Linked DNA regions of Mus musculus: region 1 is linked to region 2. Evidence: chromatin contacts called from public promoter capture Hi-C data. All regions are on one chromosome and are shown on one strand. The core of a region is the stretch at or near the end of the contact, and the rest is flanking DNA. Distances in the headings are between cores, read along the strand shown. Region 1 has its middle 11 kb from the start of Trp53inp2. Region 2 overlaps Itch (itchy, E3 ubiquitin protein ligase).

Region 1 (6,627 bases), core at 3,278-5,777, 150 kb before region 2:
TTATTACTTTTACTTATGTCTATGAGTGTTTTGCTTGAATATCTGTGCACCATGTGTGTGCCTGGTGCCTGTGGAATTCACGAGATTTACTCAAGTGTTGTGAACTCTATGTGGATACTGGGGACAGGACCTGGGGTCTTTAAGAGCAAAAAGTCCTCTTAATTGTTGAGTCATCTCTCCAGCTCCATTCTGTTAACCTATATTTGGAGGAATAGCCTAAAAGCCTGAAGGCGCATGAGAAAATTATTTAGAAATCATCTGATTCCTTATGTTTGCAGGGGAAGAGTGTGAAGCTTGGCCAAAGGGGAACAGGGTTTCAGCCTTCAGTGTGTGCCTTTCAACCGTCTCCTCCTAGAGCTCAAACTCAGTCAACCTTTATGCTCTCAATACCTAGCCCCTAAAGCTAACAGAACTGTGGTGTATTTGTGCAACAGACTCCTACTCAGAAAAAAAAAGAGGAAGGCTCTTCTAATGCCTGCCACAAACCTAGATGAATTTAAAAAAATGCTGAGTAGAAGCCAGACACAAAAATGACACATTGCACAACTACATTTTTATGAAATTCTAGAGCAGACAAGTTATATAAACAGACAGACAGCAGATCCCTAGTTGTCCAAAGGTGGGCAGAAGGTGATGGTATAGGGAGTGAGGACCACCACAGTAATGCCTGTATACATATGTCCACATGTGTGCATGTGTACCCACACATGTGTGCAACCACTCATATACCTATACCCACACACACCCAAACACCTGATGTAATATCCCATCATAGCCTCCCAATAACCCTATGTAAAAGCAGATTGGGAAACTGAGGCAGGAGGTTTATCTAAGGTTTGGCAGCTGCTGAGTGACAAGAGCCTGGACTATGACTCTACCCATCCAGCTCCAGGGTCCACCATTTTAGGCACTGTGCCTTGTTGCCTAGAAGTCTGACTTAATAACAGTAAAGTCTTGTTTGCCTCTAAGTACCTTCTTCTCTGGTAGCAGAAAGTCCAGTGTTGCATCTTCTTTAGTAAACCATCGCCCCGTTTAGAAGCCTCCTAGAACACTAGCTAGCTAAAAGACTGGTGTGCTGACTCCCTGTTCATCAGTCCAGTGGGGTTTTCAGAGGCCTCCACTACATGGGCCCAGACAGAAGCATACACTGGAGGTGGAGCAGGGGGCAGAGTGGCTGGAAGAATAAAGGAGCGAGACCAAATGTCCCATTTTTTTCCTGGCCTGGCTCTCCCCAGCCTCCTGGACCTCTGGAAATACGACCCCTATAATCAGTTGGCTCTGGTCCTCAGCCCAGAACACTGGTAACAGGAAGCCAAGTGGGTGAGAGGTGATAGGAGAAACTGCTTGGAATGATGTCCGTTCTAGCCCAGGTGCCTATCTCTAAGTCCAGTGTCCTTGGAAAGGCTGGTGGAACAAAGAGAACATGAATCCTTCATAAAGGAGAGCTGTTTTCATTTCGTTAACACCTAAACTCTATATTATTGATTAAAATAGATTTTTAAACAGTTCAACAGTTTACTCATATATTGTATAATTTTAAAGCATAAATTAAAATTTTAACCAAGGTAGAGTCAAGGTCACTTCTTTTCTTTTAAGAGATTTTTATTTTTAATTAGTTATGTATGTGTGTCTGTGCACACAAGACCAGTAGAGGACATTGGATTCCCCTGTAGCTGAAGTTAGGGATGCTTGTGGGCTGCTAGGTGTAGGTGCTGAGACCCAAACACAGGTCCTCCTCAAGGGCAATGAATACTCTTAATTAATTACTTCATCATCTTTCCAGCCCCCGATCTTGAACTATGCAGCCATAGAAGACCTTAAACTTCTGATCTTGTTTCCCCTTCTTGAGTGCTGGGATCCGAGGCCTGTGACATCACACACATTGTATTCAGTACCGAGGATACAGCTCAGGGTTTCATGCATTCTCCCCAGGTGTGTCTTTTGTTTGTTTGTTTGTTTGTTTGCTTGCTTGCTTGCTTGCTTGCTTGTTTTGATTTGCTTTGGGTTTTCAAGGCAGACTTTCTCTATGGAGACCTGGTCATCCTGCTCTGTAGACCTGCCTCCTGCCTCCTAAGTGCTGGGATTAAAGGCATGCACCACCACTGCATGGTCCCCATGCATTTTTTTTACAAATAGAAGCATTGCTCTATACACTTCATTTTACACTGTATCTTGAAGACTGTTCATCAGCAATGTACAGAGCAGCTCCACTTTATTTCACGTAGGTGTAATATCCAATGGAAAGGAAGGTTACTTCCAATCATTTATCAAAACCACTGTAATTCATATTTATCCACATAATTTGACTTTAAAAAAAATGTCTCGCCAGGCGTGGTGGCGCACGCTTTTAATCCCAGCACTCGGGAGGCAGTGGCAGGCAGATTTCTGAGTGCGAGGCCAGCCTGGTCTACAAAGTGAGTTCCAGGACAGCCAGGGCTATACAGAGAAACCCTGTCTCAAAAAAAAACATAAAAAAAAAAAAAGTCTCGTTACATAGACCAGGCTGGCCTCAAACTCACAAAGATCCACCTGCCTCTGCTTCCCAAGAGCTGAGATTAAAGTCATGTGTTGCCATGCCAACATTGCATATTTATTTTAAGGTATCTTTAATCAGGTCTAAGCAGTTGAAGCAATTTTTTTTTGTTTTGTTTTGGTTTTGGGTTTGGGTTTTTGGGGGGTTTTTGTTTGTTTGTTTTGGGTTTTTTTTTTTTTTCAAGACAGGGTTTCTCTGTATAGACCTGGCTGTCCTGGAACTTACTTTATAGACCAGGCTGGCCTCGAACTCAGAAATCTGCCTTCTTCTGCCTCCCAAGTGCTGGGATTAAAGGCGTGCGCCATCACTGCCCGGCCAGTTGAAGCAATTTTTAAAATTTAATTGGCATTTAAAAACGAAGGCTAGCCAGATGTGGTGGCTCAGGCAGGTTGTCATAGCACTTGAGAAGTCGGTGGCAGGAGGACCATTCAAGGTTTGAAGTCAGGCCTCAAAAAAATCAAAACTAGGGCCAGTGAAAGAGTTCAGCAGGTGAAAGTGGCTGCTGCCTTGCCTGGCCACCTGAATTCAATCCCCAGGAAGGACTGAGAGACCGAGGAGTCCCTGGTGGAAGGAGAGAGACATCACCAACACTCCAAGCTGTCCTTGGACTTCCTCATGAGTTCCCATCACTAGAGATAACCAGGTGGTGGTCATGTCTAGACACATACAATGAATATACATTAAAAAGATTAAAAATTAAAATAAAAATATTAAAGATATAACTACACAGCTTCCATGATGTAATGGATGCTTATACTGTTCAGACTGCCTGGAAGTTGTGCCATGTGAATACACAAACTCTGCCTCATTAAAGAAGACCCTCCCCCCTAAAAAGTTAAAAGATTTATTTAAGTATATGAGTACACTGTTGCTGTCTTCAGACACACTAGGAAAGGGCATCAGATCCCATTACAGATGGTTGTGAGCCACCATATGGTTGCTGGGAATTGAGCTCAGGACCTCTGAAAGAGCAGTTAGTGCTCTTAACTACTGAGCCAACCCTCCAGCCCCCAGAATTCTGTTTCATAATGTAAAATCATTTCCTTAGTCACTTGTTGAACATTTGGGTTTTCCCTGACTTGCCCTGACAAACAATGCCTCAGGGACCATCTCTGTTTAGAATAGAGTCAGAGATAGGGCTGAAGAGGTAGAGCACTCGCATGCACTAAATCCTGAGTCCAACCTCCAGCACTGCCTAAAAATAGACATGGTGATAAATTCCTGTGATCCCAGCACTCAGAAGCTGGAGGCAGAAGATTCAGAAGTTCAAAGTCACCTTTAGCTGTATAGCTAGTTTGAACTCAATGAGCTACAGAAAACCTGTCTCAAAATAAAACATAGAATAAGAGGTATCCCTTTAGACCTATAAAATCGATTGGTATATACACTTTGAACGTAACCATGCCAGTTTAGACTTCTATCAGTGATGCATTCCTGTCTCATGGTTACACCCAGACTTGGCCTGTGTGCTTCCTCCTGAGCCAAAGCTCAGCTGTTCCCTTCTGCAGAACCTGGGTGTTGGACACCTGGGTAGGAAAAGATGCACATGGAGGAGGAGGAGGAGGCCAGTCCTCGCTGACTGTGAGTCCTCATCACTAGAGCTATCCAAGTGGAAGCGCAATATCAATATTTACTCTGTCCCAGGTCCTGGGATGGTGTCCCCAGAGATGAGTCAGCTGAGTCCCTGCCCTCCCAGAGCTTGATACTCACGGAGAAAAAGTAAACAGACAGCTAACGATGCACAGTTCACTCAGCACTGAGCTGGACTTCCTTTTCTGACAATATCTGGAACTCCTTGCTACGTAGCCCACGGAAATGCAGGAACAAAAACAAAACATTCTGTTGAATACACAACTGACCTCTTAACAAACAACTTTGGCTTTTTAACAGACATTTGGACTTAAGAACTGTTAGGGGTTGGAACTAAAGCCCCAGATACAGCTGGGAATTTTGAAGGCCCAAGATGAGCCTGACTGGTTCATCTGGCTCTTGGCAGAATGCCCTGTAGCTGCACCAGAACACCAGAAGGCTTGTCAGACAGGAAAAGCCTTCTCCCCAGGGCCTCCCGTGTCCCCTGGGAGGCTGGCAATAGATGGTTCTATGGCTTCTCGGGATCTAATGAGGTGTAGTGTTTTGTTTTGTTTTGTTTTGTTTTGTTTTTGTTGTTTAGATTTTATTGTGTGTGTGTGTGTGTGTGTGTGTATTGGAGTTGGAGTTACAGACAGTTGTGAGATTCCTGACAGGTGCTGGAAACCAACGTCTGGTCCTCTGGAGAAACAGGATGTTACCTCTCCAGCCCCAGGCACAGGGTTTTCTGCCCATCCAATTTAGGGTGTAGTTGAGAATATGTAACTTTGCGGCCTCTTAAGAATTGGCACCAGGCAGTGGTGGCTCACGCCTTTAATCCCAGCACTTGGGAGGCAGAGGCAGGCGGATTTCTGAGTTCTAGGCCAGCCTGGTCTACAGAGTGAGTTCCAGGACAGCCAGGGTTACACAGAGAAACCCTGTTTTGAAAAGAAAAAAGAGTTGGCTCCTGGACTGGAAAGATGTCTCAGCGGTTAAGAGCACTGACTGCTCTTCCAGAGGTCCTGAGTTCAATTCCCAGCAACCACATGGTGGCTGGCAACCACCTGTAATGCTGTAATAGGATCCAATGATGCCTTCTCTTGGTGTATCTGAAGAGAGCAATGATGTACTCATATACATAAAATAAATAAGTAAATCTTTTCTTTTTTTTAAAGGAGATTGTTTACACGCTGTTTAAGTCCACAGGTGGCTCGCTGTATCTGAGTAGAGCTGTTCAGACTTTGGCCTTGTTTTACGTCTAGGAATAAGCCAAGAGGTTTCCAGCTGCTCTTGGAGTCAGACGTCTTCTAAACTCAAACCCAAAGGAAAAGATGAGATTCATTTCCCCAAATGGCTCATCCAAAATCTCAGAATTGAGTTTTGAATGCCCTGTGGGTCACGTGTACATCCCCCAACCCGTCATGATGGCGTGGTCTTAGTGTGTATTTGTTAGTTCAAATTATTTAGGCCCTATTCCTGGAATGAGGACTGAGGAATTTAAGATTTTGCTAGGAAAAGAAAGCAGGGCTAAGGGGGACAGATACCAGGGAAGAACAAATCAAGACTATGAATATGTTCCTCCTTTCCCGAGCAGGGAAGGTTGTGTGTATTTGGGGCAAGGAGCCTGGGTTCACAGCCATGGAAACTGTGGGATCCTAGGGAGGGAAGGAGGAGCCAATAGAGGAAGAGGAGCGGAGCTCCAGCTTTGGGCTTTAGGCATAGTGTGACATCTTAGCATTGTTTTCCTAACAGGATGACTTTGGTAACTGTGGGCCGGTGTGGGCTCAGAGTAGGAAGGAAATCTCTAGAGCCATGGCCACACCGGTCTCTGAAATCTGAGGAATTACATAAGCCTGTAAGTTCAGATCTTTGTTTCTTCTTCTTTTGGGGGGGATGGGGGCTTACAATAACAGGGTGAAGGATTGAGGAGGGAACTAGTTGTGAGCTTTCTAGTGAGCCTCATCAGAGACCCTGGTCCAGAAAAACGGAACCCTGGTGTCTAGGCCTAATGTCACCACTGATCTGCTGTTAGTTCCTGAACCAGGCACTGTCCCTCTTTAGCCTCTAGTTTCCCAGTCTGTACACAAGACTAGGTCAGGCCCTTCCTCTTTCTTCAATCTCTGGGATGCCTTTGATTCTCTTCCGTCATGGGGTGCTATTGCCCACAGCCCCTCCCCCACGGTGGTTGTTTATTTTCAAGATAGTAAAGTTCCTTGATCCCTGGTGGGAAAAAATCATGCTCACTATAGATCACATTAAGATTTCCTTCCTAGCTCCCTAACTTCTGCTATGATATGCTTGACCTTATGTGGTCTAACCTTATGTAGCAATTCTCCTGCCTCCAGAGCACCTGGGACAATAGCTTGTTATGATTGTTTCTTTTGACGATTTCTTGTTTTTTTTGTTTTGTTTTGTTTTGTTTTGTTTTGTTTTGTTTTGTTTTCGAGACAGGGTTTCTCTGTATAGCCCTGGCTGTCCTGGAGCTCACTTTGTAGACCAGGCTGGCCTTGAACTCAGAAATCCGCCTG
Region 2 (6,542 bases), core at 2,693-5,192:
TGGAATTACAGGCTTTATGCCACCCCCCCTGTTTGAACAGCATCTTCACACTTGTGCAATACTGTCTTTATAAGGTAGCCATGAGTCTGTCCTAAAGATACTTTTAGGACAAGAGCTAGGTGAATGCTCAACCAGAGAAGAAAAAAGATTAGTCATAAAGGAAGATAAACTTATGAGTTTTGTTCCCTCTTTGTCAGCATGTTTGTGAAGAGCTGGTCAATTAAAACATACGTGTACAACATGAGTGCAAAGTCAGTTCTATTCTTAGCTGGCTCAGCAGGTCAGATGACCCAAGTTAAATCCCTGGGACCCATGTGGTGCAAATGAAGGAACTCCCTCACAGCTCTCCACATGTACAAGTGTAATAGAAAATCTACTTTGTGGATCTGTTTGTCTGTGTTGATTACATGCCACATTTGTGTGGTGCCCTTTGAGGCTAGAGTAGAGTTGTAGGTGGGGGTGAGTCACGTAAGAGCCATCTCCCCAGCTCATTTTTAAAAAATCTCCAAAACTGAGCATAGTGGTCCACATCTTGCCAATAAACTCAGAATATTAAGGATGGGGCAAAAGGATCCTAAGTTTGAGATTGACCTGGGCTACCATGAGACCCTACCTTAAACAAATAAAAAACCTAATTCCTCCCTAGGCTGGTGAAATGGCTCAGCTGGGAAGTGCTTACTGCCTCGGGTTCAGAGGGTGAAGAAGAAACTGACTCTTGAGCGTCCTCTGACCTCCTACCACATGTTGCAGTCTCCATGCCCACACACATCAGATATGCAGACAATCAAATAGGCTCATAAATGTAAAAAATGTTTTACATTAAAATCAAAACTCCTTTCTGTAGTAGAACCAATTTTAATCTTATCCCTGACTAGCTCACAAATATGTGAGACTCAGACAATGGTTACTTTATTTGGCTTTGACAATTACTGAGGAGCAACCCCTCATCTACCTCGCAAACTGCTGGCCTGGCTACACCCGTGCCCGCCCAGTGGTGTTTCCCAGATACTTGCTGGTTCTCCTGGCCAGGAGTGCGCTAGTGCTCATGGTCCATCTCCTCGCATGGCTCACGTCCTTTCTCCTCATTCTCTCTAGCTTCTCCACCCCCAACCAGGTAACTCAGAACCCACTGAACCATCAGTTTTAAATTGAGGAACAAGGTTTGCACAACAAAAGCCTGTAAAAGTGGGGATTTACTCATAGGTCTAGACTGTAGGATACAAAATTTAGCATTAGAATACATAGCAATAGACCAAAGCTCAACAGCTCAGTGTGGAGCTAGCTCCCTACTGCTGACACTGTCTTTTCTGCCTGCTGCCAGTGTCCCTACAAAATGGACAGTGTGTCCCTAGAGGTAGTATACAAAACAAACAATTTACACCCCTCCCCCAAAAGAACCCAAGAAACCATTTACAATAGTGCCATATAATTTATTTATTTACTTCTATCTATCTATCTATCTATCTATCTATCTATCTATCTATCTATCTATCTATCTATCTATCTATCTATCTACCTACCTACCTATCTATCTATCTACCTATCTATCTATCTATCTATCTATCTATCTATCTATCTATCTATCTATCTATCTATCTATCTATCTATCTATTTATTTTTGAGACAGGGCTTCTCTGTATAGCCCTGGCTGTCCTGGAACTCAGAGATCCACCTGCCTCTGTCTCCCAAGTGCTGGGATTAAAGGTGTGTGCCACCATCGCCCAGCAAAAATTATTATTTTTAAAAGTTTTATTTTTTTATGTGTGTGCTTTGCCTGCCTGTAGGTCTATGAATGCATGTGTGCCTAGTGCTTGTGGAAGCAGAAGAGTGAACCAGATCTCCTGGATCTGGAGTTACAGACGGTTGTAAGCTATCATGTGTGTGCTGGGAACTGAACTTAGGCCCTCTGCAAGGATCTCTCCAGGACCACACATTATTATTTTTTAAGTTGGGCTTGGTAACTCCATGAGCATAATTCCAGGATGTGGACATTAGAGGAAGGATGACCAGGAGTTCAAAGCTACCCTAGGCTTCTTGAGACCTTGTTTCAAAAACCAAGTCACATAAACATATAAAATTATTTTGTGTCAATTAAGAATAAAATAGTAGTAGAGGGGCTGGGGATGTGGCTCAACAAACTATCAGCCTAACAGAAATGAGTTTGTTCCCTAAGGCCATATTCAACAACGAGATGACTCAATAAAAGAGAACACTGTGATATATACTGTAACACATTACATTCAGTACAATAAGCCAGTTGAGAGAAGGATCTGATTCCATAGGTAAAAAGTACTTGACTTTGCCAAAGTCCCAGAGACAAAAAGAAGACTGTCACGAGGAGCTGGAGGTTACAAGTGTGTGTTTAGTGAGCACACAGCAGCCGCTGGAGGACAGGGAAGCCTTCACAGCCCTGTTAACCCACTTATTAGCACTAAATGCCACATGCCTATAATGGTTAAAATCCAAATATGCTTGACAGCAGACTGAATTCCAATATAAACTAACTCTACCTGAGATCAAGACTGCAAAAAAGAAAAAAAGAAAAACGAGATCAAGACTGGTTGATTTTTAGTGCATTTTTGGAAATGAGGCTAAACTGCATTTTAAAACAGAAAACAAGGTCTAGGGATATAGCTCTGTCAGCAGAAGGCTTGCCTGGTATGTGCAAGTGCCTGGGTTCAATTTCCAGTACTGCAAAAAGAAAACCAAAAAGAAATAAAATCCTGTTTACCATATTGCTAAGAAAGGATTCTTAAAATTCAAACTTCATTTCTTGTTTCAGAGAAAAAGTACAAGAATTCTAAATCCCATGTTTAAACTTTGAGAGGCAGAAAAAGGCGTGCAGGGCAAATGACAGGCAGGGGTTGTCTTGAGTTGGAGGGTATACTCCACAACACCTGCAGGGCTGCTTGCCTTACCCTGCAAGTCTACTGAATATCCTGAACTCAAAATGGGTTACATTGCCTGGTATACTAGAAACCCCAGCATTCGGGACGTAGAAAGACGAGGCTGTCGAGGGCGGTATGAGCTATGGGATCCTATCTCAAAGGGGGGCGTGGGGCACTGCTGAGATAGCACAGAAAGCTCTTGCTGCTCTTCTGGGGGGCCAGGGGTCAACTGCCAGCAGCTGCACTGGGTGGCCGGGACACCTGCGAGTTAAACATGATGCGCATACACTAATGCAGCCACACACACACCCAAATACAAATAAATAAATCATATATTGGGTGATACATAAATTCTGCCTTGGTAAAGTTGTTAAGCTATGGGGAAATTATTTAAATTATGCCATTACTAGTAAGTAGACAGAGGCTAAGTGAATAAAAGACTGTTTTCTACATTTCTGATTTTGCTTACCAAGTATGGCTTCTGGGTAACCAATTTTCTTTGCCAACTTTTTCGATGCAGAACTTCTGTGGTCCATTACTCCCTAGAACATAATGAAAGTACAAAGCTTGTTGGCTCAGAAATTCTTTATGCTTCCCAGTTCAACAGCAGTATTGCCATTCAGAATCACGGATGCCCAGGCCCTCTCCCAATCCTACTGCAGTAACAACTCTAGGAACAGAGGCCACTCTACACATTTTAACAAGCTTCCAGGCACTTCCGACAAGTGATGAAATTCGAGAACCATTTTGTTAATATATACCAAGAGGAAAACCTGCAGCTTATTTATCATTCCTTAGCTAGAATAGCACAATCACGTATTTAATAACAGCTTACATAAAAATACATAAATATCCAACTGTCAAAACTTTACCCCATGAATTCAACAGGAAGGCCTGTGCTCACAGACCTTGTACAACTGAGCTTCAGATGGGCGCTCACCTCTCCACAAAGCTTGTCTCCTACCTCTTGTTAGATACAGCTGTGCTGCTCAGCAGCACCAAGTACTGCTTCAGTAACCAGACACTATAGCTCCCCGGGGAGCACTCACTGGTGATTAAAGTGACTGGTAGTGCTGCTGGCTTTTTTGAACTAGATGGTCAGGACACTAAACGTTCTAAGTATATAGGACAGCCATGCACAAAAAGTTCTTGTGTTCTACTGACGAAATCCAGAATAACAGAGATTAGTAGTTCTTTGTGTCTGTAACAATGAGTCCTGTTCACTGGCAGTGATATATCCCAGTAAGATAAGGGAACAGCAATGGTTATCACAAAAAAGGACTGTAAGAAAATGTTCTGGACAGAGGAGACGGTCACTCACTTTGCATGCTTCCTTCCATTCACTACAGTATCTCTAACGACAGAGACAAGCAGGTAACAGCTCCACTAACATGGAACAGAGAAGATTTTGAAATTCAGTAGAATCCCATGTGTCGGGCTGGTGAGATGGCTCAGTGGGTAAGAGCACCCGACTACTTTTCTGAAGGTCCGAAGTTCAAATCCCAGCAACCACATGGTGGCTCACAACCACCCGTAATGAGATCTGACTCCCTCTTCTGGAGTGTCTGAAGACAGCTACAGTGTACTTACATATAATAAATAAATAAATCTTTAAAAAAAAAAAAGAATCCCATGTGTCATAATGGCCACTGCCATGACTGCTTTTTCAAATTAGATGAAACAGTAATACATCCAACTTGAAGCCTGAGGCCTGTAATCTCAGTTCGTGGGAAGTACTGTACGCAGACCAGGTCAAAGCCAGCCTCTCCTGCAGCTGAGGCAGCCCCAGTTATCTGTCTTAGAAAATAAGTGAAGAGGAAGAAATAGAAAAAAATGTAACATACTTAAATTACTTTTAAAAAAATATATTAGATTCACGGAGAATTTTTTTTTATTGTTGTTGTTTTGTTTTGTTTTTTTCGAGACAGGGTTTCTCTGTGTAGCCCAGGCTGTCCTGGAACTCACTCTGTAGACCAGGCTGGCCTCGAACTCAGAGGCCTCTGCCTCCCAAGTGCTGGGATTAAAGGCGTGCACCACCACTGCCCGGCCTCATGGAGAAATTTTATGCAAGAAAAATACAATAATAATAATAATGCAGGCATAGGGTGTTTGTATGTGTGTACTTGTGTGAATAATAATAATAATACATGGTATATGTGTATATGCACTTGCATGCATGCCACGGTGCACAACTGGAGGTCAGAACTTTGTAGAGTGGTTCTTTCCTTCTACGTAAATGTGAGTTCCTGGAAATTAATTCAAATTATCAGGCTTGTAAAATGTCTTTATCAGTTGAGACATCTGATTAGCCCTAAGAAGATAAAACAAATACACACACACACACACACACACACACACACACACACACACACATATTTAATTTTTTATATTATTTTAGATATATGGGTGTGTTGTCAGAATTAGCCTTGTGTACCGAGTGAGTCTGAAGCCAGTCTAGGGTACATGAGACCCTGTCTTATAAAATAGGGGGAAAAAATGTACTGAGGTATGAACTAAAACATCACCTTTAAGTCCATAAAATCCAGGTCAATCATGGCTGTTTAAAACAGGTGCACCTGCTGTTGTGTCTGATCTGTTGCGTACACAATTATCTCACAGCAGTAAGGCAACCAATCTCCACGAAATCTCCCTTTATACGTACCCATAAGGTCAGCAAATCCTCCCACTGGCAATCGGCAGGTTCCAGTAACAAACTGCAGAAGTCTCATCCTCTTCTCATTATCAATTTCTTTAACAAACTGTTAATATCACATTTAAGGAGAAATGTAAGTCATACATTATTGAACAAGATAGGAAAATGATCATTTCAGATCTTAAAAGACCGTGAGATGTCAGCAACACTGGACAGCAAATTTACCCATGCCCATCAGAGTCTCAGCAGCCTTCCTTACTAGGTCTCAGGACGGTTTCTGAAGGCTTCTTCGAGGCCTCACAGCTCCCTCCTTGTGCAGCACAAAGGTCTATTGTTCCTGCCCTTTACACTGGCTGTCCTATAGCACACTCCTGTAGTTATGCAAGACACAAATGCCTAGCTTGAATAAATTTCTTCATTTCATAACCAAATCAAATCAAGCTCATGAAACCAAAACCCCCTTCCTCAAAATTTTAAGTGATTTGTAAGCTACATGTAGCCAAAAATGTTTTTTGTCTTTATCTCTGGATCTAAGTATGAGGTATCCCACAGATGCTTCTATACTGTACAATGTTTTGGTTGAGTGAAATATATTTTGTAAGGAATTATTTCTCCTATTTACTAACGTCAATCATTTATTCAGTTAGTTTTTGAGACAGGGTCTCATGTAGTCCAGAGTACCCTCAAGCTTGCTATATAGCCGAGAATGTCCTTAAAATTTCAAAATTGCCCTGTTTTAACCTCAAGTGCTCAGAAAATAGATATAAGCCACCAAAGCTGGTTCTCCTGTCAATGATTTCACCTCATCTTTGTGGTTTTTGTTGTGTTGGTTCTTTTGTTTTGTTTTGTTTTGTTTTGTTTTGTTTTGTTTTTGAGACAGGGTTTCTCTGTGTAGTCCTGGCTGTCCTGGAACTCCCTCTATAGACCATTCTGGTCTTGAACTTACAGAGCTCTGCCTGCTTCTGCCTCCCAAGTGCTGGGATTAAAGACATGTGCCACTA

The links. Promoter capture Hi-C pulls out the DNA fragments that hold promoters and counts their contacts.
Region 1: a contact with region 2 is called in a promoter capture Hi-C map of pre-B cells, with 1.9 times the contacts expected there. The contact joins two enhancer-like sites. A contact is called at or near these places in 2 of 39 promoter capture datasets (macrophages and pre-B cells), 2 of 115 datasets of contacts at active chromatin or transcription factors (the NIH/3T3 cell line and embryonic stem cells) and 2 of 9 other capture datasets (adipose tissue and pancreatic islet).

Annotation. Positions count from the first base shown.
Region 1 is chr2:155,367,336-155,373,962 of GRCm38.p6, reverse strand. No RefSeq gene overlaps it. Among named protein-coding and RNA genes, the nearest start is that of Trp53inp2, 11 kb to the left of the region's middle. Within about 2 kb of position 4,527, at least 110 of the 459 cell types and tissues checked have an H3K27ac peak or open chromatin away from gene starts, as enhancers often do. A contact at or near this core is called in pre-B cells, where this site is marked.
Region 2 is chr2:155,217,096-155,223,637 of GRCm38.p6, reverse strand. It overlaps Itch (itchy, E3 ubiquitin protein ligase), which reads right to left. Exons shown (of 25, transcript NM_008395.3): 23 at 5,551-5,647; 24 at 3,358-3,430. Among named protein-coding and RNA genes, the nearest start is that of Gm52565, 16 kb to the left of the region's middle. Within about 2 kb of position 3,942, at least 6 of the 459 cell types and tissues checked have an H3K27ac peak or open chromatin away from gene starts, as enhancers often do. A contact at or near this core is called in pre-B cells, where this site is marked.